2 separate regions of the Oryctolagus cuniculus genome follow, and region 1 is linked to region 2. Evidence: chromatin contacts called from public Hi-C data. All regions are on one chromosome and are shown on one strand. Each heading gives the region's core, a stretch centred on a gene start, on an enhancer-like site or on the middle of the called end of the contact. The rest is flanking DNA. Distances are from core to core; before and after follow the strand shown.

Region 1 (5,051 bases), core at 590-3,089, 150 kb after region 2:
AGCAGCACTGAGTGGGGGCTTCTGCCGTTCCGCATGCTCAGCTGCATTGGTGCTGGCAGGCTTCTGGGATGTTAGTCGTTCTGATCGGTGTGCCGCGGTAGCTCGGAGTTGCAACACGCACTTCCCCGGTGACAGATGACGTGCAGCACCTTCTCATCTGCTCATTTGTCAGTGTAGAGGTGTCTTCTTTAGAGAGGTGTCTCTTCAGTTCTTTTGCTTATCTTTAAATTGGATTTTTAAAAAAGATTCGTTTATTTGAAAGTCAGAGTTACAGAGAAAGGGAGAGACAGAGACAGAAATCTTCCATCCATTGGTATAGTCCCCAGACGGCTGCAGTGACCAGCACTGGGTCAGGCCGAAGCCCGGAGCCAGGAGCTTCATCTGGGTCACCCACGTGGGTGGAAGGGACCCAAGAACTTGGTCCATCTGCTGCTGCTTTTTCCAAGCCGTTAGCAGGGAGCTAGATATGAAATGGAGCAGCTGGGACACAAACCAGCACCCATAAGGGATGCCAGCACTGCACGTGGCGGCTTAACCTGCTGTTCTGTAATGCCGACTCCTCTTATCTGTTGCAAGAAGAGTTCTTTGTATAGTTTGGAGACAAGTCCTTAATGAGTCACATGTTTTGCAAATATTTTCTCCAAATCTGTTCCTAGTCTTTTCATTCTCCTAACTGATATCTTTCTCATAATAGAAGTTCTAATTTTAGCAAATCTCAGCTTATCAATTGGGTGTCTTTAATATTTAAAAGTTATGCCGGCGCCGGTGCTCACTAGGCTAATCCTCCACCTAGCAGCGCCGGCACACCGGGTTCTAGTCCGGTCGGGGCGCCGGATTCTGTCCCGGTTGCCCCTTTTCCAGGCCAGCTCTCTGCTGTGGCCAGGGAGTGCAGTGGAGGATGGCCCAAGTCCTTGGGCCCTGCACCCCATGGGAGACCAGGAGAAGCACCTGGCCCCTGCCTTCGGATCAGCGCGGTGCGCCGGCCACAGCGCGCCAGCGGTGGCGGCCATTGGAGGGTGAACCAACGGCAAAAGAAGAGCTTTCTCTCTGTCTCTCTCTCTCACTGTCCACTCTGCCTGTCAAAAAAAATTAATTTAAAAAAATTTTAAAAAAGAGTTACGCCAAACTCAAAGTTACCCAAATTTTCTCCACTATCATCTTCACTTTTTATTTCTTTTCACTTTAGATTTAGGTCTGTGATCCCTTTTGTATTAATTTTTATGAAAAGTGTAAAGTCTTAGCTTTGGAGGGCCTGGACCGGTGCCCTTGGCACCCTCCCTGAGTCTCACAGTGTCATCTCACCTTTCTGGCCACACCTCAGGGTCACAAGGTGGCCGCCACACTACCGGCCTCCATGCCACTTCCTGCTCTGTGACTGGCCACATTTGGATGTTTTTCCTGGAGGTGAAATGTCCAAGCTATAGAGACAATAGTCGACTTAAATCCGGTCCAGGAATAGCAACTGACTTCATGACACAGAATTGCTAAGCAACACAGAAAAAGACACTAGCAGATTCGCCAAGAGCCTCAGGTTCTCAGCATACACAACCTGGGTTCATCCTGACTCTTGGCCCCTGGCCGGCTGGGAGAGTTTGGATGTTCAAATGCTTCGTGCTTCAGTTCCCTTACCTTTAAAGTCCAGGGCGTCATAAAAACTCTTTCCTTGTGTTATTGGAGGATTAAACGACTTAGCTCAGAAAGAACTGGAATGACGCCTAGCACGCAGGAAGAGCTGCAAATGTGTTTGCTATTATCATTATTGCTTGCTCAGCATGTGAGTCACCAAAACCTCAAAACCAAAACTTCAGGCCCCTTATGCAACTTGTCATGGTTGGAAGACAAGCTGGGGCTGGAATCGGAGGAGTAGCTGAGTCATTGGAGCTCTCCTAGCCCTCACCAGTGTTCACGTTTCAGTGCCAATTCAGAATGGAGAGGTACTTGCACCAGGCATATGTGAGAAGGCTTATACTGGCTTCAACAATCATTCCATCTAGTGCTATCTCAGCAGAACCAAGGCCCGAGGAAACTAGGGACTGGAAAAAGCTTGCTCAGTCACCATTTCATTCTCCTGTCCTGTGAAGTCAAAAGCCACACCACCTCTGGTCCCAGCTCTCACCTTCTAAAGCAGGATGTCACCCAAAGACCTGTCCATCTCCCCAGGAAAGGACTCCTGTTGTCACAATCGGAATTTGAACGTTTATTGTGTTCAGAGATCGACAAGTTCCCTAGGGTGTTGGGTGCGGTCCAGAGTTCTAAGCAGAAAGGAAATTGTGCTCCTCTTTATAACACGTTTAGTAAGCAGTGGGAGGAAAAAGGAGACAGTGTTTTGGAGAGTTCTAGATTTCTTTGAAAGTTTCTCTGAAAACTTCCCCTTCCTCCTGCTTCCTCTCTTTCATATTCTCTTTCATATTCTCTTTCATATTCTGGATTTGGTGTGTGGTAGGATCGTCCAGACTTGGGGCTGGCGTTTGGCACAGTGGTTAAGATGTCACTTGGGGTGCCCGCATCCAGTGCTGGGGTGCTCTGGTTCAAGTCCAGGCTCTCTGATTCTGAGTCCAGCTTCCTGCTAATGCACACCCTGGAGGCAGCAGTGAGGGCTCAGATTGTTGGGTCCCTGTCACCCACATGGGAGACCCACATTGAATTCCAGATTATAGCTTCAGTCTGACCCGGGCCTGGCTGTTGCAGGTGAACCAACAGAGAGAAGATCGCTTTCTCTCTCCCTCTTTCTCTCTCTCTGTCTTGCTGCCTTTCGAATAAAGTGCAAACAAGTAAATAAAAATTTATAAGAAAAGTAGAAAGAGAGAAATATCCAGATCCAAACTCAATTTCCAGGAGCGAAACACAGGAAAGTTAGGCTGCATGAGACATGGGACTCTGGGCCTGGGGAGCTGCTCCAGCGACAAGGGATGGGCGACATCTGGGTCAGCAGTTGACAAACTCTCAGCTTCCCCCAAAGGCATGACTAGTTCACCCCTCCATCGCAGACCCTCCCGCAGCTGGGTTAGCAGGGAAGCCACTGATGGTGAAGAGGCGTCTATTGATGGCTATGCGAATGTGCAGCTTGCAAATCGGGAAGAACGCAGAGAGGGGGCATTGTTCGGGCATCTGGGGGAACTCCTAATAAGCTGTAATAACACCCTTTGTAACAGAGGTATTGGAGAAAAGGAAGAAGATGAGGAAATAAGAGAAAGGCATGTTTTGTGGAGGATTTTTCAGATAAAGTTTCTAGACAATAAAGATTTGTTGGATTAAAACAACATAGAAATTGTGGGCAGCTGCCAGTTCCCGACAGCGAGGTCTCAAAGAAAGGGAAAGTGGGTTAGTCCTTTACAAGATCACGGAGAAAGGGGAAGGTTGCAGAGGCTAGCAAGGTCAAGGCTCTGGGAGCCTTGTGTGGAAACCCATCGCCTTTATCTCTAGGACACAGATAACGATGGCGGTGATGAGCCTTGGCCTGATGGGAAAGCCCGGTGCTTACAGAGCAGTCTTTCATCTGCATGCCCCACCTGCAACACAACCACTAATTAATTCTTCAAGCAAGGTAGGCAAATCTCATCATCTTCAATTTACAGGCGAGGGATCTAACAAGGAGGAAATTAAGCCCTTTACCCAAGGCCACCGCGGTGTGAGTGCCAGAAATGAAGATGCCTGCCCCCTGAGTTTCCACTGGACACTCTAAAGGCAGCTTGCTTTTATTCCTTCACAAGGGAATGAAATGTTTTAAAAGATTTATTGACTTTTGTTTGAAAGGCAAAGTGACAGTGAGAGAGACAGAGAGACAGAGATTTTCTATCTGCTGGTGCACTCCCCAAATGCCCACAGCAGCCCAGGCAGGGACAGGTTGAAGCTATGAGTCAAGAACTCCATCTGGGATCTCCCTCATGCTTGGTTGAGCCCAAGCCCTTAGAGTCATCATCCTCTGCCTTCCCAGGAGCATTCAAAGGAAGCTGGATTGGAAGCGGAGCAGCCGGGATTTCAATGGACACTCTGAAATGCGATGCTGGAGTCTCAAGCAGCAGCTTAGCCTGCTGCCCCACAATACCTGTCCCTACAAATAGCTTTTTTTTTCCCAAAGATTTATTTGAAAGGCAGAGAGAGAGAGAGAGAGAGAGAGCGAGCGAGAGGTCTTTTATCCACTGGTTCACTCCCAGATAGCTGCAACGTCCAGAGCTGCGCCGATCTAAAGCCAGGAGCCAGGAGCCAGGAGCTTCTTCCGGATCTCCCATGCGGGTGCAGGGGCCCAAGAACTTGGGCCATCTTCTACTGCTTTCCCAGGCCATAGCAGAGAGCTGGATCAGAAGAGGAGCAGCCGCAGCTTGAACCAGTGCCCATATGGGATGCCACAACTGCAGGCAGCAGCTTTTCCCGCTATGCCACAGCGCTGGCCACCTTACAAGTAGCTTTTAAACATAATTTGTTTTAGACACTGTAGGAATGCAAATGATGACCATAGAAAGCAACACTTGATTCCAGTTCAAAATGGGAGGCAAAGAGAACAGGAATTAGGGTTGAAGGAGGTAGCTGTGGGCCTGGGAAGGCCTCAAAGCTTGTGAGCTTGAGCTGGTGTTTATAGGGTCCGAGGGCAGGAAGGAGATGTATTAGGAGAAGCCCTGAACCTTCTTGCTGGATATCCCATGATTGCAGGGCCCTGGGTGCCCTTTACCTGGGTTATTCACCTCGAGGTGAATAACCTCCAGGGAAGGAGGAGGTAATGTCTCCCCCTGGGATCCTCTCCTGAAATGCAACCCACTGCTTAACACCATTCCTCTGGGACCTGTGCCACCCCGTGGGACATGGGGACAAGGGAATGAACCCAAGCACGATGCTCACACGGCTCGGTGCCTGGGAAGCAGCAATGCTTTGTTTCTGACCCAGGAGTCTTGTGTCTTCTGACAACACCTGTGAAGCAGTGCCAGGCTACTTTATTTGCTTTTATGTAGGGTCCAATCAAATCCCAGAGATGACAGAACACAGCTCCAACAACGTTAGGTGCACCTGCTCAACGTTTCCTGAACTGCCTCTGTCCTGACCCTGAGTACCCTTTATTG
Region 2 (4,393 bases), core at 335-2,834:
GGCGGTAAGCAGAAAAGTCTTTTAAAAGTTCCCAAAGAAATTCCTAAGCATGTTAGCTCTTGCTGAATCGAAGCGTTTTCCACAGTTGCCAGCTGTATTGTGAGATGGGCTTTCTCTGAAGTGAAAAAGAAAGGCTTGCTAGGTTTGTAATGTGACATCACAGGAAGAAGAGGCTGGGTTTGGACAAAGAAAGGTTTCAGCCCAGTTTGTTTGCAGTTCCTTTAATCTGATAATGTGGCTGCTGTGAATATACCTAGCAGGCGTGCAAATGGTCACTGGCTCTTTAGCTGCCCATTAACTCTTTTGATGCGGAAATGCCTTCTGGGGTACTGGCAGCCTCTTTGGGTTTTTTGTTTTGGTTTGGCAGTAATAACTGAGAGAAAACAAATCAGCATTGAGCTTGTTTCTTACTTGATTGTTTTCTGTTTTGCATTTGGGATATGACTTTCTTTAAAAAAATAAAATGTATATGCATATGTGTTTATAAATTGAAATTGTTAGGGGTATCTTAATACAGCATTTTAAAGAACTGTTTAATTTTGACTGTGAAAGGGAGATCTTTAACCTTTATGTATAAAAAGGATTTGACTGAGAGACCAGTGATAAGTTCTACCACTCTTGGCTTCTGTTTTTCGTAATCATCCCTCAAGATTTAATTTGATTTAATTGGTAAGCTTGTGAATAGGTCTAATCCTGGATGTGTTTAGTTTTTTATTTTCTAATGATGCTCTTTCCTTTGAAATAGAATAAATATTTTAGGGCCATTTTGATTTTTAAAGCATTCCTTTAACCAAAGAATAATTTTTAAAATGTGTATCTTTGGTGTGGTATTAATGTTATGGTACCCATGAATTTAAGTTGTATCTTTTTAAAGAAACCCCCTCCCCACCCTAATTGACTGAAATAAATTTTGGAGAATAAAAGTTCTACTACTTGACTAAATTTTAGGTTCATAATTTTGTTTTCATTCTCTCTAGCTCTTCCCTTAATTCCTTTAATATGACATTATATTTTGGAATATATTTCAGTTTGTCTTTATTTAAAAATTGCTATGAATGATTTTCCTATTTGTATTTAAATAAATATTTAATATTTTTAAAACCTTCCAATCAAAAAAGCATGTGTAGCATGAGAGTAGTTGAATTTGAATGTTATTTCCTCAAAGCCTGAAGATAATACAGCCTCTGGGATACAAGTCTTTCTTATTTTAAGCTACCATTTTCAAGGAGGGGCTAGACATAGTTGTGTTTTATTGTTTCTATGTTTGTATTTGGATCAGTTTGAACTGAAACTCTTCCTTTTGGAGTATCAATTAAGGAATTATCATTTTACACCTTTTAAAAAATCTTTTATGTATTGGACTTAATCTTTCATGCTCAGTAACTTGTTATTGGAAAATTACATCTGTTTTTATTGTTTTGATTAGGAAATTCATCTAATGAAATGATACACAAAAATAGGAGTATTGCTAATAACCAATAAACTTAAGATTTTGAAGGGCAAAATTTCTTTGTATCATGTTTAGGATAAAAAAAGCTATATATGTGTTCATATTAGAAAACTGGTAGAAACTGGGTAGTAATGAAAAAAAGAAGCTTATACTCTCATTGGAGAAAAAATTTCTGTTAACAGTTATTTTAGAAAAACATAAAATCTTAGTAATACACTTTCAAATTTATAGTTACTTCTTTAGTCACCTTTAAATAGTGAAATACATTCCCTGACCTTCTCTACTTTTACTTTCATTTTGTGAATGGCACTTTCTCAAAGAATTAAAATATATTAATTCTATACTAGAATATTTTTCCACATGTTGCTATTATTCACTTGCCTTGTTCACTTAAATTGTTCATTTGTAGTCTTTTCATGTTTGGGTTATTGATGCTTAAAAATGGACAGATAGATTACTGTTTTTTGAATTAAGCTTTTCATTGTTATCAGTATATGAATATATGTTTGTATTTCTAATCCTTTTTTTTTTTAAGATTTATTTATCTATTTGAAAGGCAGAACTACAGAGAGAGAGAGACCGAGAGAGAGAGCAATCTTTTTTTTTTTTTTTTTTTGGTTGGAATAAATTTATTTCATCTGTCTGTAAACAAGGTGTTTTAATAGTTATGGCATTTTTTTAAATGCGTATTAAATCAGATGAGTTAGACTGTATCCCAGATGTAACAAAGTGCAGGGAAAGAAATGGACAAATCAGCAACAAGATTTGTTTTTAAATCTGTACATTATCCACAAGGCCCAAACAATAGAAGCAAATACTAGAATGTCCCTAAAGTAGTGCCATTCGAAAGAAACCCTTAATAGGTCAGTTAAAATCCATCTCACAACAGCAACAGTTCATTTTAACAATAGTATGGCACGGAATACATATGGAAAAAATTCATCACAAGACAGCCAAGTCCACAATAATGCAACTTCATATAAAAACTCAAGCTGCAAATAAAAATTGGTCCTATCCAGTATTTCTAATTCTTACCACGGGTCTTGACCCGTGGTAGACACGTTTGCTGATGAGTGAACCAGATCAGTGAACTTGAATTTCATTGAAACTTCTTTCTGCTGAGGAAGGACAGTAGCAGAGGAGCTGTCTGATTCAGCAGGAAGAAGATAATTGAATGCTGGATTTTTCATATTTTATTTGACTTCTAAGGAAAGTGAAATTAGCTACCTTGAAAAATTCTTAGGTTAGGATTTTTAAAATGTAGAATACTTTCAAAGGGAATTGAATGAATCCAAGGAATTAATTATATTTAATAGGTGCTTCTTTGATAGAGTCCAACTCTTATTTAATGGGAGATTTGTACACTTTGGTGTGTTACATCTGGGAACTGTTTCTTTATGGATTTTTTTTGGGGGGGGGGAATAGTAAAATAAGAAAACCCAAGCCAGACAGAAGTTAAAGTGATGAAGACAGATTTTATTTAGACCTGTTGCAATTGTACACAAGTACAACTGATATGGAATATATTGAATCTCACTATGCAGATCATCACTTTTCAGAATTTAATTACACCAAGAAGCCAGGTTTTTCTTATCAGTATAGTAATGGTATAAATCACTTACTTGTGTAAATGTTTTTTGTTTTTTGGTTTTTGGTTTTTTTTGTGTTTTTTTTTTGTTTGTTTGTTTTTGTTTTTTTGACAGGCAGAGTGGACAGTGAGAGAGAGAGAGACAGAGAGAAAGGTCTTCCTTTACTGTTGGTTCACCCCTCAATGGCTGCTGCAGCTGGTGCACTGCGGCCGGTGCACCAGGCTGATCCAAAGCCAGGAGCCAGGTGCTTCTCCTGGTCTTCCATGGGGTGCAGGGCCCAAGGACATGGGCCGTCCTCCACTGCACTCCTGGGCCACAGCAGAGAGCTCGACAGGAAGAGGAGTGACCAGAACAGAATCTGGCGCCCCGACCAGGACTAGAACCCTGGGTGCCAGTGCCACGCGGTACCGGCCATGTGTAAATATTTTTTTTTTCAATTTGAGAGAGAATATTTTGTTAAAGATCAGAAATTAAGGATTTGGATAACTTCTGGGTTTTTAACTGAATTCTGCTGTAACTGACTTTGAAGAGGTAGGGAGAACCTGACTTACTCAAGCCCAATTCAAATCCAGCTCATACTAGCTAATGTGTGTTGAATAAGTAAACCTTTATTGAATACCAATTATTTCTTTCTCCTCTGTTTTTAATAGTGTTTACTTCTGACTTGATAGTAATATTTCTTGTCTTGCCCCATTTTCATTCTCACTGCCACATTTCTGGATAAACCCAGTCACTCTTATCTATGGAGTTGTTATAATGTCTTATCTAATCTCCCTATATGTAGGCCTACCCTCTTCCATATGTCTCCTGGGACATATGAATGAATTAACTAGTTGTTTATTCTCTTATTCTCTTCTTGCCTCTTAGAAGAATTTAAAGCAGAGTCTGTAAAACAGTAGGTTAAACTGCCCCTTGAGATGCTGGCATCCTATACCAGAGTGCCAGTTCAAATCCTTGCTGCTCTGCTTCTGATCCAGCATTCCTGGTAATGTGCCTAGTAAGGCAGTGGAAGACAACTTAGATACGTGGGTCTCTGATACCCTCCCATGGAGGATTCCGACACTGGTGGCTTCTGCCTGGCCCAGCCCTAACTATAGCAGCATTTGAGGAGTAAACCTGGGAATGAATGATCTCTGTCTCTCCCTCTCCCTCTCCCTCTCGCTCTGTTGATGTACCTTTCCAATAAATAAATCTTTTTTAAAATTTTAAAACAAATTATATATGAATATACTATTAAAACTGATATAATTAAACATTTAAAATTTTATTATATGTAAATATACATTAATGAAAAAGTTTGAAAAGAAAATGGAAAAATTAGCAATTTAAAATTTAAAAAATGTAATATAAACCA

The links. Hi-C and Micro-C count contacts between places; a contact is called where the count stands out from the background.
Region 1: a Hi-C map of skin fibroblasts shows a contact between it and region 2, with 2.6 times the contacts expected there. The contact joins the enhancer-like site here to the promoter of LPAR6 in region 2. A contact is called at or near these places in 3 of 6 Hi-C or Micro-C datasets (embryonic fibroblasts, skin fibroblasts and an unstated tissue).

What each region holds. Positions count from the first base shown.
Region 1 is chr9:67,571,937-67,576,987 of mOryCun1.1, forward strand. No RefSeq gene overlaps it. Among named protein-coding and RNA genes, the nearest start is that of RCBTB2, 40 kb to the left of the region's middle. Within about 2 kb of position 1,840, at least 4 of the 8 cell types and tissues checked have an H3K27ac peak or open chromatin away from gene starts, as enhancers often do.
Region 2 is chr9:67,426,116-67,430,508 of mOryCun1.1, forward strand. It overlaps LPAR6 (lysophosphatidic acid receptor 6), which reads right to left and starts at 1,585. Exons shown (of 1, transcript XM_008273801.4): 1 at 1-1,585. All of the region lies in intron 17 of RB1 (RB transcriptional corepressor 1), which reads left to right.